2 separate regions of the Zea mays genome follow, and region 1 is linked to region 2. The links are chromatin contacts, called in public Hi-C maps. All regions are on one chromosome and are shown on one strand. The core of a region is the stretch at or near the end of the contact, and the rest is flanking DNA. Distances in the headings are between cores, read along the strand shown. Region 1 holds the start of LOC100285849. Region 2 has its middle 34 kb from the start of LOC103647424.

What was found. Hi-C and Micro-C count contacts between places; a contact is called where the count stands out from the background.
Region 1: a Hi-C map of ear shows a contact between it and region 2, with 3 times the contacts expected there. The contact joins the promoter of LOC100285849 here to the enhancer-like site in region 2. A contact is called at or near these places in 4 of 25 Hi-C or Micro-C datasets (ear, leaf and tassel).

Annotation. Positions count from the first base shown.
Region 1 is chr2:185,471,617-185,477,733 of Zm-B73-REFERENCE-NAM-5.0, reverse strand. It overlaps LOC100285849, which reads right to left and starts at 2,620. Exons shown (of 1, transcript NM_001372345.1): 1 at 734-2,620. The coding sequence starts at 2,406. The coding sequence ends at 1,021.
Region 2 is chr2:185,398,486-185,404,633 of Zm-B73-REFERENCE-NAM-5.0, reverse strand. No RefSeq gene overlaps it. Among protein-coding and RNA genes, the nearest start is that of LOC103647424, 34 kb to the right of the region's middle. Within about 2 kb of position 2,158, at least 17 of the 20 cell types and tissues checked have an H3K27ac peak or open chromatin away from gene starts, as enhancers often do. A contact at or near this core is called in ear and leaf, where this site is marked.

The sequences.
Region 1 (6,117 bases), core at 1,371-3,870, 73 kb before region 2:
TATCCATGGCTCATTAGGTATGGAACAAATCTATGAAGATATTTGCACAAGTTTATATTATAATCTATGAAGGGATTGGGTGTGAGGTATGGATTCACACAATTAAGATTAAAATTAAATTCATTATGAGATTTTATTCCTTGTAACCGAACGAGGTCTTAATTTTTTTTATCTCATCCAATTCAAATAGAGTGGAAATGAGTGAACAAGGCTTGAAAGCACCCTCCTAATTTCCGCTGGATGCCAGCATAATCATCCAATCATCGTCCCGTAATTTCTTGGAGGAGGTTCCTCTGACGTACTGCAGGGGCAGTAGGGTCACTGCACGCGGGCCCTGTCGCACGCGGGGGCCACGCGGCAGTGCCCTCTCCTCACGTCAGAGGATCTCGTTCCTAATTTCTTACCGTATATCGGCGTACCTAGATACTAAGGCTCGTTTGGGAGCCACAAAACCAGAGAGGATTAAAGAAGCTAGAATCCTCTCCTTATTCAAATGTAAATAAAAAAGAGATTCTAGCTGATTAAGAAGAGGATTATAGCATCTCTAATCTACTTAGGTTTTGTGGCTCTCAAACTAGTCTTAAAAGTAAGAACCCCACCCACCAAAAAAAACGTACACCAAAAGAATCTGCATATTCTTATTAACAGTCCCCTTAGCTGCTCTGGAAACCACATAGTAATAATTTGATTTAATTGCGAATGGCACAATCATTCAGATGGGCAAAAATCATATGGCGACCAAAACAAAATTGTGTATGTGCGCATCTCCACAAAATAGCGATTATATGATCTACAAAACTTTGCAAGCCGATCGAACACTCCCGGCTCGATTCGGCTCTCGTGTCGACAGAAACCTCTCTTCAGTTTTGCACTTGTTCTCTTCCTGTACAACATACGACTCATAACGAACTAGCCATGGCTGTCTCGAAGCAACAACGGAAACTTTACATGATGCCGATGCAGCCGTGTAAGGCTGGCTCCAACAGGCGTGGACGCCAGGACGAACGGGCGGCCGTAGGTTCACGCGGTCCCAACGACGGCGGCCGGGCTGTCGCCCTGCCACGCCCAGACGATTTCCGCGAGCCCCGGACGGACGTCCACAGCGCAGAACTTGTTGAAGTCCAGCGCGTCCCCGGCGTCGTGCGCGAACTCGACGACGGCCACGTCCACGGCCACCTCGAGCACCTCGGCGGTGACAGCGAGCCGTCCGTTTGTGCCCCCGGCCTTAGCCTCCATCCTCACCTTCCAGCCCTTCCCCCTGGTGGTCTCGAATCCCAGGGCGCGCGCTGCGGACTCGAGCTTCTCCACCACGGTGGCCGCCGGCGCGCGGGCCGTGAACACGGTCGCGGCCTTCTGTTCGTTCTCGAACAGCCCCGACAGGTCGAGCCCGGAGGACATGGAGGAGATGAGCTGGAACGCGTTGCACGACCGAGGAGAGGTGGCGCCAGAGTTGCTGCTGCTGTCGAAGAGCGCACCGCCGCCGTCGTCATCTCCGTCCAGCCGTTTCTTGGGCGTCATCGGGGGTGAAACTGAAAGGACGGGCGGCACGAAGCCCTTCCTGAACCACGGCGTGCACATGACCTCCGGGATAGAGGCGCGCTTGGCGGGGTCGACGACGAGCAGGCGCGCGATGAGGCGGCGCGCGTCGCCGGACACCCAGGGCGGCACCTGGTACTCGGCCTTGAAGATCCTCTGGTACATCTTGGCGCAGTTGTCGTGCTGGAACGGGAGGAAGCCGCAGAGCAGGACGTAGAGCACGACGCCGCAGGACCAGAGGTCGGCGCGGGCGCCGTCGTAGCCGCGCTTCCTGAGCACCTCGGGCGCGACGTACGCGGGGGTGCCGCACTGCGTGTGGAGCAGGCCGTCGTGGCGCAGCTGCTCGGGCAGCGCGGCGAGCCCGAAGTCGGTGACCTTGAGCCGGCCGTCCCCGTCGAGCAGCAGGTTCTCGGGCTTGAGGTCCCGGTGCGCGACGCCGCGGCGGTGGCAGAAGCCGACGGCGGCCACGAGCTGCTGGAAGTAGCGCCGCGCGTGGTCCTCGGTGAGGCGGCCCCGGGCCACCTTGGCGAAGAGCTCCCCGCCGCGCGCGTACTCCATGACCACGAAGACGCGGGAGCGGCTGGCGAGCACCTCCCGGATGCCCACCACGTTGGGGTGGCGCACCATCCGCATGATGGAGATCTCCCGGCGCAGCTGCTCCACCATCCCCTCCATGCGCCGCAGCCGCGCCTTGTCGATCACCTTGATGGCCACGCTGGTGCTGCCCGTGCCGGCGGCGGCGCTCAGGTCCCGCGCGTAGTACACCTTGGCGAAGGTGCCCTGCCCCAGCAGGCGGCCCAGCTCGTACTTGCCCAGGACCAGCTTCCGCTCCTCTCCTCCGGCCTCCCCTTCCTGCCTTGATCTCGCCATGGCCTCTGCCGGTTACTGTGTTACTACTGGCTGTCTGGCTGCTGCTGCTTGTTGTTGCCGTTACTGGGAGCTCCGTCTCAGTGCTAGCATGCGCTACCGATTTAGTGGCACCTGGCGGGCACAGCACATGGTTTTCCTTGGGGGCCCGGGGGAACGTCGGCTCGTCTCGTATATGGTTGGGATGTGGGCTCGAGCACGCCAGCACACGGGATTTGGGAAGTCGTTGGGCGCCGGTGTCTCGCTTATTTATTTGTATGTAGCGGTGTGATGTGGTGCTCGGCGGACCAACGGGAGGCGGGCACGCGGACCTGACGGGTGGGGTCGGCTCAGTTGAACCGTGCGGTGGAGCCGCGAGGAGGGGGTGAGGTGGGAGCCCCCTATTGGCGGCGGGAGCGGGGAAGGGCCCCTTAGACTGACTGCAGCGCTCCCCCCTTCCCCTCCCCTCCCCTATCACTGTAGACGGTATAGGGGATACTGTTCACCCCTTGAAGCCGCAACGCTCGTTGCTACGCGCCCCCTCCGCCGCGACCCTCTTCTCTCTCACCCCAGATGCAGCGCGCGACTGTGCACTCCTCCTCCACGGCTTCACGCGGAAGACTCCGCCCGCGCCACCGACCGGAACCTTCGCGGTCGTCTTCTGTCCCGTTGGAGGCGTCTGCGATTTCGGACGAGGCGTCGGCGATTCGTGCGCGGAAAGGTTGCGACCGCGCCGGTCCCCGTCGGGGCTGTGGAAGACGAAGTGGAGTTGGTCACCAACCACCTCCAGTCGCGAGCGAAGACGAAGCGGCCGCAAATCCGGCTCCGTCGAGGTTCCTCGCGAGCGCTAGCTTCGTTTGCCGCTCCGAGCATCGACGCCTTCATCGGCTCCGGGAATCAACGCTTCGATTCCTCTTCTCTCCGCCCAAATCTCCGGATCTTCAGGTACGCCCTTCGACTCCTATTGTTTATGTTCTTCTTGCGCGCATATTTGAACAAGTAATTTGTACACCAACTCACTAATCCTTTGGACCGTAAGTGATTTCATCCTAGAAGACCCGATTAATCCGCAGTTCAAAGAACTCCACGGATCTGGTGTGCCTTTTAGGGTTACACATTTCTATGGTACTCACCCGCTTAATATCCTCCATATTTACTGCAACTAATGGTAGTTCTTACTATTACGGCCACAACGTCTGCAGATTCCATTAATTTGTAATCCCTACACTACGGACTCACTTGGATAGTGCGTTCAAGTGTCAAGTCTTCTGCGAATTAATTTTTGATCCCCACTGTCCAGAACAACAGCTCATTTTACTAATGTACCACACAGATTCGTCGTAGGGTCAGGCAAAATGTGTTACCTTAGCCAACGAAGGGTAATGTTCATTGTTTATTAAACTTCTTAAAACTGTCATCAACATATCAGATGGTCCATTACTTCGTTAGTTACTATGAATGATGTTCATTCATATTGTTAGGTGTATGTCATCCCAAATATTTTTGTCACCCTTGTATACGACTGGAGGATACAAAAATATTGTGGACCTTCATATAGTAGGTTTGTTTATTCTTACAACAACTAATTTATGTTTTCTTGTACTAATGTGTACACCCCTCACGTATTTCACAATATCTGACCATGAACATTTTGTTTTCTACAGCATCTTATGGTATGAGCACACAGTTCTTTATTATGTACATTATGTTAGTGCTTGCATGGATTACATAGCTTGTTTTTTGTATCCTTCAATGTTTTCTACAACCGTCACATTTAAGTTATGTTTGTGGTTACATGGAGTGCATTGCTTGTTTTTTTGTATCCTTGATATGTTTTGTACAACCCTGTCATGAAAGTTATGTTTCTGGTTTACATTGAGTGCATTGCTTGCATATTCAATCCATGAACTAATGATACAACAACAATGTTTATAAGTCAATAGGCAGCTATGACAAACATCTGTATACCCTACTACTACATTTTATTTAATTCTCATTGTCACACGTTTCCCTTAGCAGTCATACTTGTGTAAATATTTTATGTTCCATGCTGCTATTTGAATGCTACATTTCAAATCATTACATGTCGGAGGCATCATAGTTGTTAAAGGTTTTCGGAGATATTATATTCGTATAGCCTTTATGGTACATAAGCAAATGCACGTGTTTGTTCATATATTGTTCTTTGCAGCACAGTTCCGAATGGCATCCTCAAAAGAAGATACCATGAAGTCTTTGCTTAAAGTACTTGTCGACTGTGCCGAGGATGCCGCAAAATCCCTTCGTGGATTAGTAGATCATGCATTAGACCACATGCTTGATGAAGAGATATTAGCTAGAACCCTCTTTGCCATGAAAGAAAAACTTGATTTGCTTCACCAAGATGCCTTAGAGGCTAAAGTCCAAGCTTTTCCTGAAATTGCTAAGTACGAGGGGGATGACATAACTGTTGAACCGACATCTCCGTCGACCCCTCCAACAGTTACTGAACCATCTGTCGACGAAGAGGAGTTCTACTGCCCGGATGTGAGTGACGAGTGGTACTTCAGCGACTCAGATAGGTCAACTCGTAATAGCTATTGGAATATTTATTAGTTCCATGTATTCCACCAGTACAAGAAGGATAGGCTTTTGAACATCCAAGTACTCGGGTTCTCCTACTTGTGATGTTGTCGAACTAGTCGTCTGATGTATGTCTAAGTCTCAATGCTACCTCGTCACCTTAAGTTATTATGATGTTAAGATCGTTGTAGTATGTGAACTATGTTTACTCTTAAATGTTCTGCTGGTCCTCCTGAACAAGTTCATTACATGATGGTATTATTATTACCGTTGTTCATATGCTTTGTCTGATGTATATGTACCTCGTTTTGTCGATTGGCTTCACTTTATAACATATGACTAAATGTGTGCCATCTCCACATATCCTAGCATGGACCCTGCCAACAATGCGACATCGTCGCAGGCGATGTCAAATCCCTCAAATGCCCAGCAATTTCCACCACCACCCCCTTTATGGCCAACGGGGTACATGCACCAGAATCCTGTCGATTGCAACATCATGGGAAACATTAATTTTCCTAGTCCTGGTCAAGGTCCAACTACAATGTGGGCTCCAATTCAGCCAGGGAATACTAGTTCCCAATCTACCATGATCCCTGCTTCGCAATCTGCAGTCTATTGGAATCACTACATGAATTTTGTGAGGAACCCTCTAGGTTCAGTTGGAGTGAGTCCATACACAGATTCTTATCCAGCATCACATACAAGTACACCGTTGCAGGGTTCGAACACTATACCTCAAATGCCTGTACACTTGGAGTCAGATGCTGAACAAAGTGTTCAGGACATCAATAGTCCTGGGAAAATTGCACCTCCAGTTCAAAAACACAAGAAATCGAAGGAACAAAACTTTACAGCTCCAGAAGACATACTCCTTTGTACTACATGGTTGCAAATAAGTAGTGACCCTATTGTCCATACTGGACAAAGGAGGGAGGGTCTTTGGGCCAGAATTGAAAAAAGGTACAATGAACAAAGGGGGGAATTTCCTTGTAGACTTAACAGAGCACTTAGCAGCAGATGGGACAAGATCAGGGCTGATGTCAGTAAATTCTCTGGATACTACGCCAGAGTCCTAAGAGAGAAACAAAGTGGTCTAAGTGACGAGGATAAGGTATGACTAGTGAAACGATGATTTTATGTAGTACATGTGTCTGTGCTGCAACTAATTAT
Region 2 (6,148 bases), core at 909-3,408:
TTAGGGAACATGACTTCCATTTTCTATTTTTGTGCGAGTTTTGTAGTAATGGAGCCCATTAACACTGTCCTCGGCCACAGGCACTGCTCGAACTTGTCTCATAGGCGGCTTCTGCCAGTTTTCCGTCTTTGTACACATGATGAGGTGTGTCTACTCGCCCTTGCTAGGTTACAAGGTGCGGCTAATTCTTACCTTAACATGTTGATTAACGTGTTAAAATTCATTGATTTATACTTTTCTTTTGGTTATAGGGTACATGCTCCTGGTTTACTTATGTTTGCATGCTTGGTTGCGTAACACTAACATAGGAATGAATCTTTCACAATGAATTGTGCACTCTCTATATTTGTAGAGACCACTAGAGACTTGATACATGTTGTTTCATGTGACACCCTGATTTTTGAACAACAAAAAATTTCAAAGTTTAGTTTAATTTGATAAGGTTTGAGTGATTTAGATTCATGCAATATGATTTTATGTAATTCTTTATTAATCAATTAAAATAGATATCGGATCAAATGTTTTCTTGCATTTCATGTTGGTGCAAAGTTTTTGTCTGTTAGCTTGTGTTGTTTGAATGGATATATTTTTTTCAAAACCCCTTTTGATTTTGAAATTCAAATCAAAAAACCAAATATCCCTAAAGGAAAAAAGGAAAAACATTTCTCTCTCCCCTTCCACGCTTTTGATCTAGACCCCTCCACCGCGGCCCGTGCGCACGTACGACCCTGCATCCACCACATGTCAACCTTAGAGCAGTCCCACACCCCACCATCAGCATATCGGATTGCTCGGAGCCACAACCGACCCCCACCTCTCGTTGAAGCCTTGGACCCACATGTTAGGTTTGCCCTCAATCTCCAAACACCGTTCTCATGCGGAGCCAACGCACGACGTCGTGCAACCTTCCCATCTCCACGTGTAGTTTGGCCCCTCCGTGCCCACACCACCCTCCTCTATAAATGTGTGCATCCCTGCACCATTACCTAAGCCCCACTTTCGCCCGTCAATGTCGCCAGGTTGTTCCTCTACTCCCTGCCCACATGTCATCGCCGTCGTCGCAGTTATGTTGTAGAGCCTGCATTTTGTCCCAGCCGTCGAGCTTTGATGGGTAAGCTTTGCCCTTGTTTCTCGCATCCAAAACACACCTCGATTTACTCTCTCACCCTCTTGTCGCCCTAGCCACCATCATCCTTTGCAGTCGGATCATCGTTCGAGTCCATCGCCCTGTCCTGGTGACACCAGCCTATCTCCAGAGTCGAGGAACCGTCATCAAGTTTCCCTCGCCCGCCTCATGCCCCGTGCGCCATCAACATGTTGGGTTGCTCTCTGCACCTTACTAACCCATCAGCACCGTAATCCTGCGTAGGCCAAGCCCCACCGCCATCGAACCCCGACTTTGAGTCCTTCAACGGCCGTCGTGACCGTGCTTTGAGCTTAATATAGAGGTAAGGAACTAATCCAACCCATCTCCACCCTCAAGTTATCTTTTACTACATCCGTTCTTGAATATTTATCGCACGCTAGTTTATTTTTAAACTAAAACACGACAAATAAGAAAGAACATAGCGAATATATAAAATAACAACACGGTTTTGTAGGTGCAAGCATTCACATATATCACTCCTAATCTTCTAAAGTGAAGATATCTGAACGTCTATGTCGCACACTGATATAAGTCGTACAATATATAGTTTTTTTTATAGAAAAGATCACAATTTGCAGAATTTGATAAAAGTAGACGACTGCACGTAGCATTATATTTGTCCCGTCAAGAGTGTCATTCTAGTTTTACCATAAATCAAACAACCTTATGTTTAACTAAATTTACCTACGGTGCCAAATGAATAAAGCATCATTAGCAATTTAGAAATCTCGAGGGCGCAAAATGACAAACGGACAGGCGGCCCAAAGCAAAGGCGTCATTGCCTGCATCCAAGGGCGTCGCGTGCCTCGCATGTATGGGCGTCACGGTGCATGCATGCATGCAGGCAGGCCATCACGAGCCGGCAACAACACCAAGGTCCCAAGGGCGCAGCAAAACGACTACACGAAGCCAGTCGAGACAAATAATTGAGCGATGACGCTGTACTGTACACAGCGACCGCTCGTCCAACATGCCACGCCGTGGCATCGCCGTTGGAAAAGACGAGCATTATTGGCTTGCCCTGAAGTTGACACGCATTATTCTTGGCCCCAGACGGGGGCACGCGAGGCTTGCTGGGCGGTGTGGATGACATGGCTCCGTCCTGCCACTTGGCGGCTGGCCCTGCACGCCCACCGGTCGATCGGAGACGTCGTTTTTTTTAATCTCTGATGGGTACCATCAAGATACTCTACTCCTTGATTATATTCTCTGGCCCTTCGAATCTGGGTTTTGTGGCCCGGAGGCTCCGACCCTACGTATGCGATAGAGAAACAGAGTAAATAATAACAGGCGCTTGTATTATTGCGATTTCCTATATATGTCGCCTGGCCAAGCCCACAGAACCTGAATTAATAGGTGTGTCAGTATCCAGGTCATTGCTACATGATCATTCTTCATGTATCCTGGTTCGAAGGGACGAAATATCTTACCAGTTCTTGTGAAGAAAAAAAAATGACTTTTTCTTTTGAAAACTCACGAAGGACACAAAAACTTAAAAACAGGAACAACAAGAAATAAAAACAGGAACAACGAGAAAGGAAGCCCAACAGGACGATGGCTACAGCTACCGCTATTCGGACCACTCGAAAAATCCGACTCCGTGGCTCGAAATCGGAATCCCAGTCAAAGACCATCCGCTCGTGCGCAAGAATAGCTAGTGTTCCGAATTTTTTTTTTTTTTTGGAGTTTGTTAGTTAAACCTATAAGATTAACTTGGAAACCAATTTTTAATAGGTTCAGACTCCCTTTATATAGATGAAGGGCTACGGTCGATTGAACCTTCACAATCGATCCAATTAAATCTACTTATCGTTTTTACCATATGATTTAGGAGTAGCTCTAGTTTAGCTCTAGTTTAGCCTTACTCTACCTCGAATCTTCACCTCTCTTCGGCTCTACATCGACTATAGGCGCCTTGGGTGGCCTGTCAACGCTAAGACACACCCTACGATATCTCCTCCCCGACGGGGTCCTTCCGGGAGGTGAGATCTAGGTCTGCTGCGAAGAAGACGACGCTCTGCATCCTCACGGGCCGTCCGAGCCCTAGACGCGGACCATCTGGACGTACGCAGAGGAAGAGCCGCTCCCGCGCCAGATCGCGGACCGTCTGACCCTATGTCGTAGACCGTCCACGCCTCAGCACCGCCAGGTGGTCCGTCCTAGTGTTTGGCATCCAAACCGGCGCCAACACACTTTTTGGCGACTCCGCTGGGGATCAGGTGTCTAGATCTACTAAAAACCAGGCCCTCAAATGGCTGGTTCTAAAGATAACACCGATATCTTCCCGGACGATATCCTGAAGTCGACTGTTGAATGTCTGATAGTCGATGAGCAACAGTAATACGAATACTATATGCCTCAAACGAAGGAGAAATTCTTGTCACAATACACGGTGGATCGCCACTTGTCAAACATGGAGAAACCGATGTCGCATCTCTTCTACCTTCGCTTCAAGTCTCCAACGTAAGTAAACCCGACGACATCCAATCTATTAAACAATATGTAGATCAGCAGCAAAATCAAATGAAATAGTAGATTGGAGGGTTAGAACAATCAATTAGAAAATTAACACGTTCCTTGGAGAAATCTGTTGCTCCTAGTTTTCCATCACATGAAACTAGTAATAGGATATCTATGTCTAATATATCAGCAACAAATAGGGATTCGTAGCCCCAGCCATTATATGGTATGCCGATGAACTCATATCCAACGCAAATACCACCATCGCCGTCCCTGCTTGGCAGATCTGCGCCCCTGGACATGGTCGGACCGTCCGAGCTTTTGCTCGGACAGTTTGGCCCTTATGTGGACCGTCCGACTTTCCCTGTCGGACAGTCTGGGGCCGCACCAAGACCACCACATGGCTCCCTAATAGTAGCGAACACAACCGGCCAGTTTGGATTTACCACCACAAAGACTGGATACGCATACGCAGAACCTATTGTTGTACATTATGCATCAAATTATTACATGCCACTGCAGCAGTATGTTTCGCCCCCTGCATATTTAAACCACTGCGCACCATATGATCACAGGTCGATCAACATTTGCATTCTCAAGGCTAGAAATAGAAGTATGGCATGAAGATAACTCAAAAGATAACAATTCATTTTTCTTCATTGCCAAGGTAAGGGATTTTTCTACTTCTATAAATTTATCATGTTCTTCATAAAGCAAATCATCTTACTTTTCTAACAATCTATCCTTCTCATTTAAATCATTAATTAATTCATTAGTTTTATCTACTTTTAATCTATCTAAGCTCTTAAAAAGATCATTATAGTCTACACCATCATCGAACTCCTCATCGCTAGAAGAAGTGTATTTAGGAGTATCACGTGTAAGTACCTTCTTCCCCTTGGCCATGAGGCATGTGTGGCGCTCATTGGGGAAGAGAGTAAACTTGTTGAAGGTCGAGGCGACGAGTCCCATGTCGTTGGAGTCAGATGAAGAGCAGTCTGAATCCCATTCCTTGACGATGTGTGCCTCTCCCTTATTCTTGTAGAACTTCTCCTTCTCCTTCCCCTTGGAGCTCTTTTCTTATGTCTGGTCATTATTATCAGGACATTGTGCAATAAAATGACCAGACTTACCACACTTGAAGCACTCGCCCTTTCCCCTTGATTTGTTCTTGTTGGGGTACTCCTTAATTGCGTCCCTTCAATATGCTTGTCTCCTTTTCCTTGGAGCTCTTTTCTTCTTGATGTGCTTCTTCTTATTCTTCCCATCCGTCTTCTTGTTGTTTGAGCCCGAGTCGATATGCTTGTCTCCTTTGGGCTCATTGTTGATTGTCTCCTTCTCATCAATCATCTTGCCCATCCCTTTAGCGTCGTCGATAGCCATTTCTTTAAGTTGTTAGACCCAAACGAAGAGACCGGTTCTGATACCAATTGAGAGCACCTAGAGGGGGTGAATAGGTGATCCTGCAAAATATTACTTAAAACACACAAAACTTGGTCTAAAAATTAGAGTTAGTGGAAATTAAACCAAGTTTGAGAGAGGGAAAAGAGAGAAAAGTTCCCTTCACTTGATTGCTCTACCAAGATATGAATTAAACTTAGAGAAATATCACAAGTGAGAATAGAGAACTTGGGAAGAGGAAAAATCGTAATAAAGTAAATGAGACAAGACATAGTGATTTATCCCATGGTTCGACCAAAGCCTACCTCCACATTGTGGTGTCTTTTTTCGGACAAGGGTAGTAATCAACCCCTCTCAAGTGATCACTAAGATCAACTTGAGTGACATGATTTTCTTTCTCTTCTCTATATCTCGTTTGTGAGGATCTCCACAAATTAGAGTCTCTAATAGCCTTACAAGATTATCACAATTAAGACTTTGAGTAAGAGAGGGAGAAAGAAGACACACACAAAAGCATAGCGCAACAACACACGCAAGAAAACCAAACAATGAGTGCAAGAACACAGTATCTTAGTTACAACTCAAAACCGATGATCTGATCTCACTAGAATCACTGGAATGCGTGCTTGCAAAGATTCAGAGTGTTGGTGTGCTCTTGAGATACTTGGGTACTGGTATGAGGTGCATAGGGTCCCTGTATAGTCATAAGGGGCCTAGGAGCCATTGCAATCTCATATGGAAGCCCCAAAACTTCTCTGTCATTGAGGTGCCTAGGGTCCCTTTTACAGTCATAAGGGGCCTAAGAGTCGTTGCAATCTCGTATGGAAGCCCAAAAACTTCCCTATTTGCGGGCGCACCGAACCGGTCCGGTGCACCACCGGACCGGGTCTATGCACCCCTAGCTCGGGATCTGATTCGTGCTTTCCTTATACTTATGGGCACCGGACACCGGACCGATCAATAACGTCGGCTAGCCGTTGTGTCGGGAGAACCATTGGAGAAGTGGTCCGGTGGCACACCGGACCACGAACAGTAGTGGTCCGGTGAATTTTAAAACAAAATTCTTGAGAACGCACTGTTCACGTACAGAGTGGTCTGGTGCACCACGGACCTAGTCCGGTGCACCAGCTGGCCTGGCGC